Linked DNA regions of Mus musculus: region 2 is linked to region 1. A link is a contact called in public promoter capture Hi-C data. All regions are on one chromosome and are shown on one strand. Each heading gives the region's core, a stretch centred on a gene start, on an enhancer-like site or on the middle of the called end of the contact. The rest is flanking DNA. Distances are from core to core; before and after follow the strand shown. Region 1 overlaps Stx8 (syntaxin 8). Region 2 overlaps Stx8 (syntaxin 8).

Region 1 (5,656 bases), core at 960-3,459:
GGTAAAGATGAGAAATATACTTTTATTATTATTATTATTACAGCACAGCTAGGAGCCAGTGTCTGTGAGTCTGCTGAGTATGCAGAAATGATTGCTTGGCATGGGTGTGGTACTTGTCACATGGCTTTGCTGCTGCTAGCTTTAGTTTTGATGATGAGCTGAGACCATTGAGCCACAAGGACTTTGCCTTTTCTAGACTATGCCTTCTTCATTTCTTTCTGGGCCCATAGTTGGTTTATGTCTTGGGACAGCTCGGGTAGGTGACTCATCGGCCTTCCTTTCCCATGGGCTTCCCCACAGTTCCTACTTGATCTCTGAAAAGGAGGAGGCAGCCACAGTCCCTCCTACTGTAGCAGCTGAACCAAAGAATGCACCTCAGCACAGCACAGCACAGCACAGCACAGCACAGCACAGCACAGCAAGCAGAAAGGATCCAGTAGCATCACAGATGCAAAGAGTAGGTCTCCCTGAGCTCCGCTCCTGCCGCTCTGCACAGTGGTTTTCTTCCTCAGTGCCTTTGTAGGAAGAAGGGAGGGCTAAAGCTGAGTTGGAGCCTCCCCAAGTTTGTAGCCCCCACGTCTGTGTAGGTGACACTTTTACAATCTTGAGTGATTGTAAGGCGACACAGAATTTGAGTCATTCCTGACATGTTCTAAGGTCAGACATGGCAACGAGCTGCATTTTTCTTTCCTCTTTCCTCCAAAGATGCCCGAAGGTTGGAGGTTCTGGCCCTGGGTCCTGTTGCAAGGTTTTGTGATGACTAACAGTCATTGCCAACTTAGCAGGATCCAGAATCACAGAATCTAGAAGATGATCTCTGGATGTGATTGGGAGCTTTTAGGTGAAGTTGATTTGGGTGGGTAGACCTAAATGCCTTGTTTTTCTTTTGAAATACAAAGAAAATAGAAGCACTGTAATGAGTTGCTTTGGGGACAAAATACTGTAACTTGCATGATGAGATCTGGACATAGAGGTCACATGGTTCCCTTAGGAACCTGGTCTAGTGCTTACTAAGTCAGCGTTTGCCCACAAACAATGAGCATGCACTGGGTATGCTCATGGTTATTAGTTATCACATGAGAGGATACAAAACAGAATCAGCCAAGGGCCGGGCTCAGAAGTAAAGTCCAAGGGCACCCAGGGCAACCTTCCAAGGACATTGAGCCAGTAAAGTCACACAGGATATGCTTAATCCCACCGAAATGAGTTCTGACAGCGTGTATGAGATGTTACTAATCAGGGAATCGCATTAGAGGTGATCGCCCAGGCTTTATTCAAGGCATCTACTACATAGGCGTGTTACCTCCTCCCTGGCGGGTATCCAAATTCCAGAGAACCAGAAGGAAAGCAGGTGTTCAGCATAAGCCACATTGTCTGTGCAGCCCAGACACCTTGGGCCGCACTTATCAGTTAACAGTTCACCCCTCCCCACATCCAAGTTCCAAGGTACCTGCCAAGGACCAACCACAGAAGGGCACAGAGGCCCACTGCATGTCCGCTTTACTTGCGTTTACAGTGATGGGATTAAAGGCATGCACCACCACCACCACCACCTGGCAAGACATTTTATCTTGTCTAACCATCTCAGGCAGTCATTTGGAAACAGAATTGGCATCACTGGAGAATAGTTCTGTTTTTTGTGTACCGAGAATTTGTTCTCTCTGCACCTGCTTCATTCCTGTCATTACAGGGATGCACATTCCCTGTGTCCCCATCAGTGGGGTAAGCGGAAAAGCTTCTCGTTTAGCCATCTTGATTGGTTGCCCCATTACCTTTGGAAATCACATTTCCTTATCTCAGCACTGAGGGCAAATAGAGTAGGATAAGTAATGGTCCCCAGAAGGTTGTTGAGGAGAAAACGAGGTGGTGCTTAACACAGTGCATGCACACAGCAAGTGCTTAATAAATGCTCACTTTTACTGATGGCATGATATCTCTTGTTTCATGTTCAGTTAGGCTGAGATTTTATTTGTCACCGGGCATTGGGCCATGCTGATGTTCTTCTGGTTGCCCCTGTCAGGCTGGAGGTGTGTTGCACCAAGATCTTGCCACGTCTATCACTGGAAACAGTGTGGGGTTTTAATATCAGTTATACCTCTGAGGGTAAAATGTCCACTTCCTCCGATCCTCCCAGTCATACAGAGCACCTGAAGAGCTAGCGTGTGTCTCTCCATGCTGCTACCCCTTCAACTCTCATGTCTTCTCACCAGCCTAAGTGCCCTTTGTCCTGGAAGTATACACGGAATATCTCTTATCTCAAATGCTTAAGATAAGTATGTTTTAATTTGAGAGTATTGACATTACACAACCGGAGATCTTGAGGTTGCAAACCTAGTCTAAACACAAAACTTACTTGAATTTTCTGTGCACCTTGTCTGTGTATCCTGAAAGTAATTTTATGCAATATTTTTGTGTACCTGTATTTTTAAGTTTTTATCTATTTGTATATATATTTTTTGCAGGTACAGGGAACTTTAATGGCATTCAAGAGAGTAGGGCTCCCCTTGGGGGGGTGTGGAATGGAGCCTGTGAGGGGAGCCTCTCAGTGATGGGGGCTGAGCTGGGACAGAGATTCCAGCAGCTGAGGGCCACTCTCTTCCTCTCTGTCCTTGCTGGGGTGGGTGGTCCAGGGTTTCTTACTCCTTGGAAGTTCTGTAGGCCATGAGGTCCTCTACCCTGCCTCTGTAGCCTTCTTCTTTGTCATGCTAAGAAGTGAGCTTTACAAAGTTGTTGAGAGCAATGTTAGCCCCAATGTCAAAACTGGAAGAGTGGGCATCCCTGTTAAAGTGGCAGGGGACAGTCTGGTCCTCAGTGTAGCACAGGGTTCTCCTTAGTGGGCCCTCCAATACCTGATTCACCACCTTCTTGCTATCATAGTACTTGGCAGCTTTCTCCAGGTACAATGTCAGGTTCATGACTGACACACTGGGGGGGGGGGGCGGGTAGGAACATGGAAGGCCATGCTAATGAGCTTCCCATTCAGCTCTGGGATGGCCTTGCACACACACAGCCTTGGCAGTGCCAGTAGATACAGGGATGGCATTCAGCCCCACGTGTATCATGCCACAGCTTTCTAGTGGGACATTCACCGTCTTCTGGGTGGTAGTGATAGCATGGCCTGTGGTCATGAGTCCTTCACAGTGCTAGAGTTATCATGGATGACCTTAGTAGAGGGGCAGGGTGTGGTACTAAGCAGTTGGAGGTGCCATAGGCATTGCTGACACTTTTAAATGACTTGTCATACTATTCCTGGTTCACACCTGTCATGAGGCATCAGCAAAAGGGACAGAGATGATGACTCTTTTGGCTGTACCCCTCATATGACCCCTGGCCACCAGCATGACTCATCTGATGTTGGTGGGATCTCATTCCTGGCAATGTGTATGTAAGGGTGCACATGCCACAGTATGCATATGGAGGTTAGAGGAGAACGTTCAGGAATCAGCCTTGCTGTCCTTGCACTAGGTGAGCCCCTGGAGACTAAGCTCAAGTTTGGTGGAAGCACCTTTATCCACCGAGCCATGGCACTGGCCAGCACCTGAGTTTTGACCTAAGGTCAGGGGTGGAATTTTCTACTTTAAAAAAGCCAGCACTTAGAAAGCTTTGGATTGAGGGGCATTTGGATTTTATATTTCTGCTTAGGAATGTTCGATTTACCATACTTAATGTATCTTCCAAGGCGACTAAGGAGTTCAGTCCACCCTTTGGAAGTCGATGCCTCCCTGTTTTCCAAGGTCTTCTTGAACAGCCAGAATCTTTTTATGTTTGCATGTTTCCTCTACCCAGCTTTCGGCTTTTTACCTCTTAATGAGTCCTAGGGCATAAGAAGGGAAAAGAATGCCGGATGTACAGTGGTAAAGAGCAAGATTTTGGAATCGGATAGGCCCGCCCCGCCCATTCCCCAGCTGCGTGACTGAAGAGCGACAGGCTTAATCTTCCCAGGCGCTGCTCCCTTCCTTCCCTGAGAGAGGGGATGACGATCCCTGCCTCATGGGCTGAGAGCATCAAAGCAGACACACTCATGAAGATGCAGGCTTGGTGTGTCGGCTGCCCCTGTCAGTCCTGGGGGTCCCAGATACGATGGGGTGCTGTCGGGTTCTCAGACTCCGTGATGACAGGCGTGCTGCTGGAAGAAATGTTTGAACTGGCCTCTTTAAAGTTCAGTCTCTCCAGGTGATCCTGCACACCTGTGACATGGCTGATCTCAGGGTATAAATTTCCCGAGCACACAAAATTTCCTTGTCACCACGCACAGCTCATTCCTGATATTAGTCACTGAACTTGGAGCCTTCTGGTTTTGATTGGCTAGTCAGGGTTCACTGAGGCAAATTCTTTCCTGCGATCTCTCCATATGTTCAGGAAGGGGAGTGTCTGTGAGCTGCACAGCAGCAGTGTGCACCCGAGGCCAGGAGCCAGCAGTGTGTTGCCATTTTCAGTGAGTCCCAGTGGGCAGCTGGGCAGGGTGATTAATATTTTAGTATCTTTGTTCTTTCTGTCCGGTTATAACACCGAAGCTGTTTAAATCATGCTGAAAACAACAAGCCTGGCATTTCTCTGCTCTGAGCTCCCCCTCTTCCCCGACTCAAGTCAGAATCCTCAGCCTATGACCAAGGAAGTGTTTTGGGTAAGAAAGGATGGGAAAAGATGGACGACTCAGGGGAACAGGATGGTTCTCAGTAGCTTCATGTTGGAGAATGTATTCAAACCGAAGCCTTGAAGGCACGCCGGAAAGTGTTTGTGTAAGAGGGCCGCTTCTCATCAGAAGGCACTTCGTGTTTGGTGGCTGCTCCCAGGTCTGCTTCCTGAGCTCGGTTTGAACATTTATTATGTGCCTGCTTCTGACACTCTTCATTTGGGACACACACTTGAGATCTCTCAGCACATGCAGTCCTCCAGGAACCTCAGGGTTTAAGTATAACTTAGTGGAAGCCAGAGAGCAGAGAGCGTGGCTTGATTTCCTAATTCCTTTCCGTTCTCTCCTCTGGTTGGCCAGCAGTCATTTATTCAGCCTCCTCTGCATGAGGCTGTGAGCTAAGATTGAGATCTAAGGGTTGAACGTTATGGTTGATTTATAATCTGGATGTGCCTTAAACATTTGTCTTGCGTGGCAGCTTTTTAAAAATAAGTCTAACTGGATGGCATAATTAAAGATCATAATTTGAATACCTCAGAACCTTTAGATATTATGTTTTAAGATTTTTTTTTTATGTATGTAAGAATACTGTTGCTGTCTTCAGACACACCAGACCAGGGCATTGGATCTCATTACACATGGTTGTGAGCCACCATGTGGTTGCTGGGAATTGAACTCAGGACCTCTGGAAGTGCTCTTAACCACTGAGCCATCTCTCCAGCCCTGTAGAAGTCTTAAAAAAACAAACAAACAAACAAAAAAACCCTAACTACCTTTTGTTGACAGACGTCTTTCTGCAGTTGCTGACCTTTAACAATAAGACTTAGACAATAGAATATATTTTGTAACTGTCTCAAAGCAGAATATTTCAACCTTATGATAAATAAAATCATTGAATTTGAATCAGCAAAGAGAAATTAGATTAATTGGGAAGAAAAACTTAATACAAAAGAAAACATATGAAATAGATTGCCTGGAACCTTACTTCTATGGTAGGAAGACAAAGCCCCCATGACCGTTGTT
Region 2 (5,656 bases), core at 1,350-3,849, 160 kb after region 1:
TCCCCTGTTTATGCCCCAACAGTTAATCATCTCTGGAAATGTTGTCAAAGATGAAGATTAAACCATCATACTTCCCACAGACCACATATGAATTCTCCTGTATCTATAGGCTCTTTATTTAGTCATTTTTACACACATGCAGTGTTGGAGGATTTCGTGAACCTTTTGAAATCCGTTTTCATGATACAGCTGGGGAAGAGTAAGGGAGAGAAAGTTTCCTAGAAAAGCCTGGCGGCCAGCTCCAGCTTTGCTGAGAATGGTCAGGCCCAAGGATGGGAGGCTGCCCAGCACTGACCAGAGGCCTCTCCCATGCTGCCTTGGTGCACAGCAGGAGACCTCGCATTCATTCGCATGTGCATATGTCATGGACCTCCCATTGCTGTACAGGTGGAAGGTGACATACTATGACATATCACGAAGATGATGGGTAAGAGAGCTCAGACTACCTCACGGTGTCCACTTAAAAGCTAATGACCTTTGAACTTTTCTCATGTGATGGGAACAAGCTTCATGACCACAACAAATAGGTTCCAGGTATCTGAAAGGAGACTGGGCTTTTCACAGAAGAGGTATCTGGCTATCCTTTTGCTGGCCTTTTTCTTTTCTTTTCTCCCATAGCCCTTAACAGTTGCCTTTCTTGCCACTGTATCCTTGCCACTGTGGCCCTTGGCTCCAAATGTAATTCATGTCATCTTAGGGTCCAAAGGAATGCTGAGGCTAGCTGGGGCAGGCCTGCAGGGTGACAGAGCCATGGAAATGGTCTAGAAACCCCACCATCACCCTCATGAATTTACCCCAGGTCTTTCAAGCATAGGGTGACATCTTGCATCTATTAATTGCATCTTACTTCTACAACCTCAACCTGGCTTCCTCTCAATTTCAGAGACCAGCTGGTGGCCAGGTCTCTGCAGCTCTCTGCCAGTGCCGTGATGAAGTGAAACGGCCCCTAATAAAAGCAGCCATCAACTTAAGAAGTATAGTTTTCATTTAGGCATAGAACAGTCAAAGTGGGCCACTTGATGAATAGCAGCTATCCAAGGAACAGCAAGTACACTACTTCCCACTCCATATGAGACCCCATGTCCCCCACAGACTAGGCAGGAACCAGATCCCTGCCTGACCTCTCCCATCCTGCAAAGTGCTGGACTCCATGGCTGAGGCCTTCCTCTCCAGCCTTCTATAATAAGTTCCCTGTCTGCTTCCAGTTGTCATTACATCACCCTTCATTCCAAGAAACTCTCGTAATGTGTTATTTCTAAGCTTCCATGCTATTAACATCTAAAATTGGAAGTTTCCTAATGCCACATGGGAAGACACCCTCCTCTTACCTGCAGCGTGCTTCCCTACCCCATTGTTGGATGATTCATTTCCAGAAAGTATTGGCATCTCCTCCCTGTGTGGCCCTCAAACCTGAAGAAAGGGGACAGCTTTGAGCTGCCACCTAGATTCCCACCAGGAAGAAAGAAGCTCTCCTTTCTTCCTGGCTGGTAACAGCTTCCACTACATTGAGTTATCTACTTGTCTCTGCAACTTCTCTGCCTCTTCCAGCATCAAGTCAAGAGGGCAGCGGCTTGCCGGCTGGCTCTGTTCATTGCTGTAGGTGCAGAAGGCAGATTTCCAGAGACTAGCTACGCAGTGCTCACCTACCAAGCCATGTCGGCAGTGAGGACCTGTCATTCGCTTAGGTGTTTATTGAGCAGCCCCTTGGATGGTGTATATAGCACATACAGGGTGCACATAAAGTTCCCAGCACTAACGAAGTCAGTGGATGTGGCCTTCACTAAAGGCACAGAAGTGGCAGGGCCCTCATGCAGTTGCCTGGGACCTGCCTGAACCAGGCACTCAGAGTGGGTACATGGGTGTCCTGGAGAAGGAGGGACCTAAGCAACTGGTCTGTCCATCCAGCATTTTCTTGTTGGCTGAGTTTACAGAGGTCGAGCTGTAATGCCCTGATATTTACTCCCAAGTGCCTGTTGCCCCCAAACTGGAGCCATCTTTTTTTTTGCATCTTGACTTTTCAAACAGCATTGATTTAGAGAGCACTTGCAGCATTGAAGGCTATGTGACCGTGCAGGAAAAGGAGTTGTTGTGGGGAAGGTGCCACTGTACTTGAGAGTGATTTCTATTTGGAGCTGGACTCCTTCAGAGTCAGGAGCTGCAGCCCAAGGCCACGTGCTCCAGGGAGCAGCACCTCCCAGCTGCCTTCTTGAGACTAAACTGATAGCAAGCAAACACTCACAAGCTGCACTCAGACTCTTCCAGAGAAGTATTCCTGTTGCTGATCTGTCTGCTGAAGGGGTGCGGTTGCAAACAGGACAAAATTGTCCATTTAGGCTCAAAGCAAAACAAGAAAAACCATGAAATGTATTCGGGGGATTAGGGTTACTTAAGGGATGGCTTGTCCAACCAAGTCTAAGGGACCTTCAGGGCTAAGTCTAGGGTCTGTTGTTGCCTGAATGTGGCCAGGGCTATCACCTGAGCCCTGGCTGTGCTCCATTAGGTACACAGAATCCTGGCAAAAGCTACCTGGTGACCTCTTCTGGACAGCATTGTATGTCAGCTGTGCGTACAGAGGCAGGGTCAGGGTGACGAGCCAGAGCCACTAGGCCACCTCTCACATGCCGCCCTGGCGTCTGGAACTCATGCACTCACCTCAGAGCTCATAACCCTGTCCAGGTGCTTCACTTTTCTCCACTGATGGGTGACAATGGGTCACCTTGCCAGGTGTCCCTAATTAGTGCCAGGTGGCACAGCCTGGTCTAAGCAGGATGAATGAAGGAGTTTGTTATAGTGAATCCATAGCCTGGCTGGAACCATCCAGAGATCTTTGACATGCGGTCCAGAGGGAATTGTCAAAACAAGATATCCGTAACAGTGCTCCTGCCTGGCTTTTCCAAGACAGTTGAATTCCTGCCAGATAGAGTCACATTCCCAGGGGTAACCTACAGCACGGCCAGGGGATGTTTCTTAGCAAGTATTGATGCACCGGAGAGCTGACTTTAAATTATTGCCTTGACAACTCCTAATGTGCTGCTTTTGATTGCCGATGCGAAGGATTATCTATTTGCACTTGGTTTCTGCTGTTGACCGGTGGTGAGTGCTGAGAGGAGCTTCCTTCAGAGCCGGGGAATGAGCAACACTTTAGGAACACAGATAGGACCTAGAAGCTTCAGCACTCTCTGTACAGGAAGCAGCCATCATAGAATTGCTCACCCCCTTCAGGGAACATGAGCATTTCAGAGTTTGCATTCTTTTGGGAGGTGAGTCCACTTGCACGTGGTTTCCTGCTGCCCTCATGAGGCTGACAGATCCGTGAAGAGCAAGCTGTGCACAGAGTCCACACTCAGTGAACATTATGGATACACGTCACACTCCTGAGTAAATCCTCCCTAGGGTAGCACCGGAAGAATACATAATGAAGTCTCCCATATAACCCAGGATAACCTCAAATTCATAATCCCCCTGCCTCAGCCTCCCCAATGCAGGACGAGCACTATGAGCACTCTCAACAGTGCTCTTGTTCCACGTTAGAACCTCTTGACCGAGTCTCACCTCTCATTTTGACCCAACATCTGGCCAGTGAGATGAGTACTCACACAGGGTCTCTGTTGCTGGCCAGTCCAGGGCCTGGGGCCTAGTCCTCCGCTCCACAGCTCCCTGATGCTGAGCGACTGCTGGGCCCTGGGTCCAGAGCCTGCCTTCCGTTATTAGGCTGCCCTCCAGCTCCTCTGCTCCACCTCCTTCACTGTCTTAATTCCTTTTAATTTCCTGTTTCTAGGCCAGTTCTCCTTCCCCCTCCCCCACTTCAGGTGGCCTCATTGCTTCCCATTTCCTGCTGAGAGCTGCTGCTCCCTCTGGCCCCCAGATGTGTCTCTGGAACTGCTGTCACCTCCCCTTCTATTTCTATTTCCATGTTGCCAGGGTTTTCCCTACCGTTGCCAGCAGTGCTGCCTGGTCTCTGTGGTGACAGCACTCGGAGCTTCGCTCCAGGTGGGGCTGGGCCTCCAGAAGAGAGGGCAAGGTGCCTCAGTGCTCTCAGAGTCACCCCAGCACAAATGTAGCGTGCGCAGGCGCGCCTGGGTAGCACTGGCCTTTCTGAAGCCTGGTCTGAGGGAGGAGCGCGCCGAGTGCCTTCAGGAGGCTGATGCTCTTCTGCAAGTAAAGTCACCAGCCATCAGCAGCAACAGCATGACAGATCCCAGATCCTGGCAAAACCACGTGCTGCCCTGGGAAACGTGCACATGTCCCACATTATCCTGAGGAAGCGGCATGCAGAGGGACTAGATAGTCTGCCTGCAGAGGCAAAAGGACCAGGAAGGTGTCTGAAGGCTGCCTTCTTTCCTCTGCATGGTCTGCAGACCATGGTGCTGTCTAAAGGCAAGGCCCTGATTGTTACCCAGCCTGACACAACAAGGAGACAAAGTGAAGACACTGTTTATCCCAGCATTTCTGTTTTCAGTCAGAACCCAAACTAGCACAGGCGCTATATGTTAGCCAGATTTTTGCCTTGCTGTGTGGTCCTTTGAGGGGCCACATTGTCACTTGCATGTCCCACACCATGCTGTGCTACCTTCATTCTCCAGGGACCTGAATGACCAGTCCAGCCCGCCCTCTCCCGTAGGGACTCCCCAGCTTGCTGAGCCCAGCTCCAAGACACTCCCACCCAGAGACGTGGGCCTTCTGCCCAAAGCCAGCTCTGCCGCTGGCCAGCTACCATCACGGGGCTCCTTTAGGGAGTACAAGTCTTTGTTCTTCCCACCAGTGGTTGCCCTGTGGTGTGAGTAGCAGGATTTGGGCACTGTAAACATTTTTTCATTTATTTTTAGACAAGTTTGGCTACATAACCCTAGCTCACCTGGAACTCACTATGTAGACCAGGCTGGCTTTGAACTTTTGGAGATCCACCTGTTTCTGCCACTCCTAAGTGCTGCGATTAAAGGCATGGGTATATTAGTGTATTTATTTATTATTCTTACATGTGACTTCTGTTCTCCTTGTGTGCCTGTTGTCATTCTCAGTATCCCCGGTATTAGTAATATTCCCCTTTATGCCCAAATAGCCACAACTTCCAGGCTCCCTAGTCCATAACTTCCTCCCTATATGCCTCCCCAACTGCCCAGGGTCTAGCAGTAAGTTCCCTTTTGGCTTTTTTTAACCTTCTCTTGCTACACCTCTGGGCTCAGCCTGTGCCCTGGCTCTGACCTCCACTTCCTCCAAGACTTTTCCAGTTCAGCTTCTCACAGCCTCTCTCACCTGGCGTCCACTTGGCTGGGCTCTTCCTGCCTTTTGACTCCAGTCGGCATCAACTAGCACAGCTGCCCTTCCTGTAGCTAATAACCAAGGTGGATGCTGCCAGATATTCCACTGTGAACTTCCAACCTTTCCTGGACTCCATCATCATGGCCCGGCCCAGTTAGAATTGGTCTCTGTTTCTACTGAATGCCACCCTAGCGTTCCTCAGCCTTTACTCCTCATGTTCTTTGGAATAAGTGACATGACTCTGCCGTTACCCTGACGCACGCTGTCTAGTGGGACATTCACAGACATGGGCATCTCCTCTAGACTGTTCTTGGCAGTAGGTAGACACTGAGAGCCAGTGACGTTCCGGAAACTCCATGTCCTTGGTCATATCAAATAACGTGCCTGCTGTGCTGGT

Evidence for each region. Promoter capture Hi-C pulls out the DNA fragments that hold promoters and counts their contacts.
Region 2: a promoter capture Hi-C map of cranial neural crest shows a contact between it and region 1. The contact joins two enhancer-like sites. A contact is called at or near these places in 9 of 39 promoter capture datasets (the C10 cell line, cranial neural crest, embryonic stem cells and 5 more), 3 of 484 Hi-C or Micro-C datasets (the N1E-115 cell line, embryonic fibroblasts and olfactory sensory neurons), 5 of 115 datasets of contacts at active chromatin or transcription factors (cardiomyocytes, double positive thymocytes, neural progenitor cells and 2 more) and 1 of 9 other capture datasets (embryonic stem cells).

What each region holds. Positions count from the first base shown.
Region 1 is chr11:68,032,397-68,038,052 of GRCm38.p6, forward strand. The region is part of intron 6 of Stx8 (syntaxin 8); the gene reads left to right. Among named protein-coding and RNA genes, the nearest start is that of Stx8, 69 kb to the left of the region's middle. Within about 2 kb of position 2,210, at least 8 of the 459 cell types and tissues checked have an H3K27ac peak or open chromatin away from gene starts, as enhancers often do.
Region 2 is chr11:68,192,097-68,197,752 of GRCm38.p6, forward strand. All of the region lies in intron 7 of Stx8 (syntaxin 8), which reads left to right. Among named protein-coding and RNA genes, the nearest start is that of Mir6406, 26 kb to the right of the region's middle. Within about 2 kb of position 2,600, at least 34 of the 459 cell types and tissues checked have an H3K27ac peak or open chromatin away from gene starts, as enhancers often do.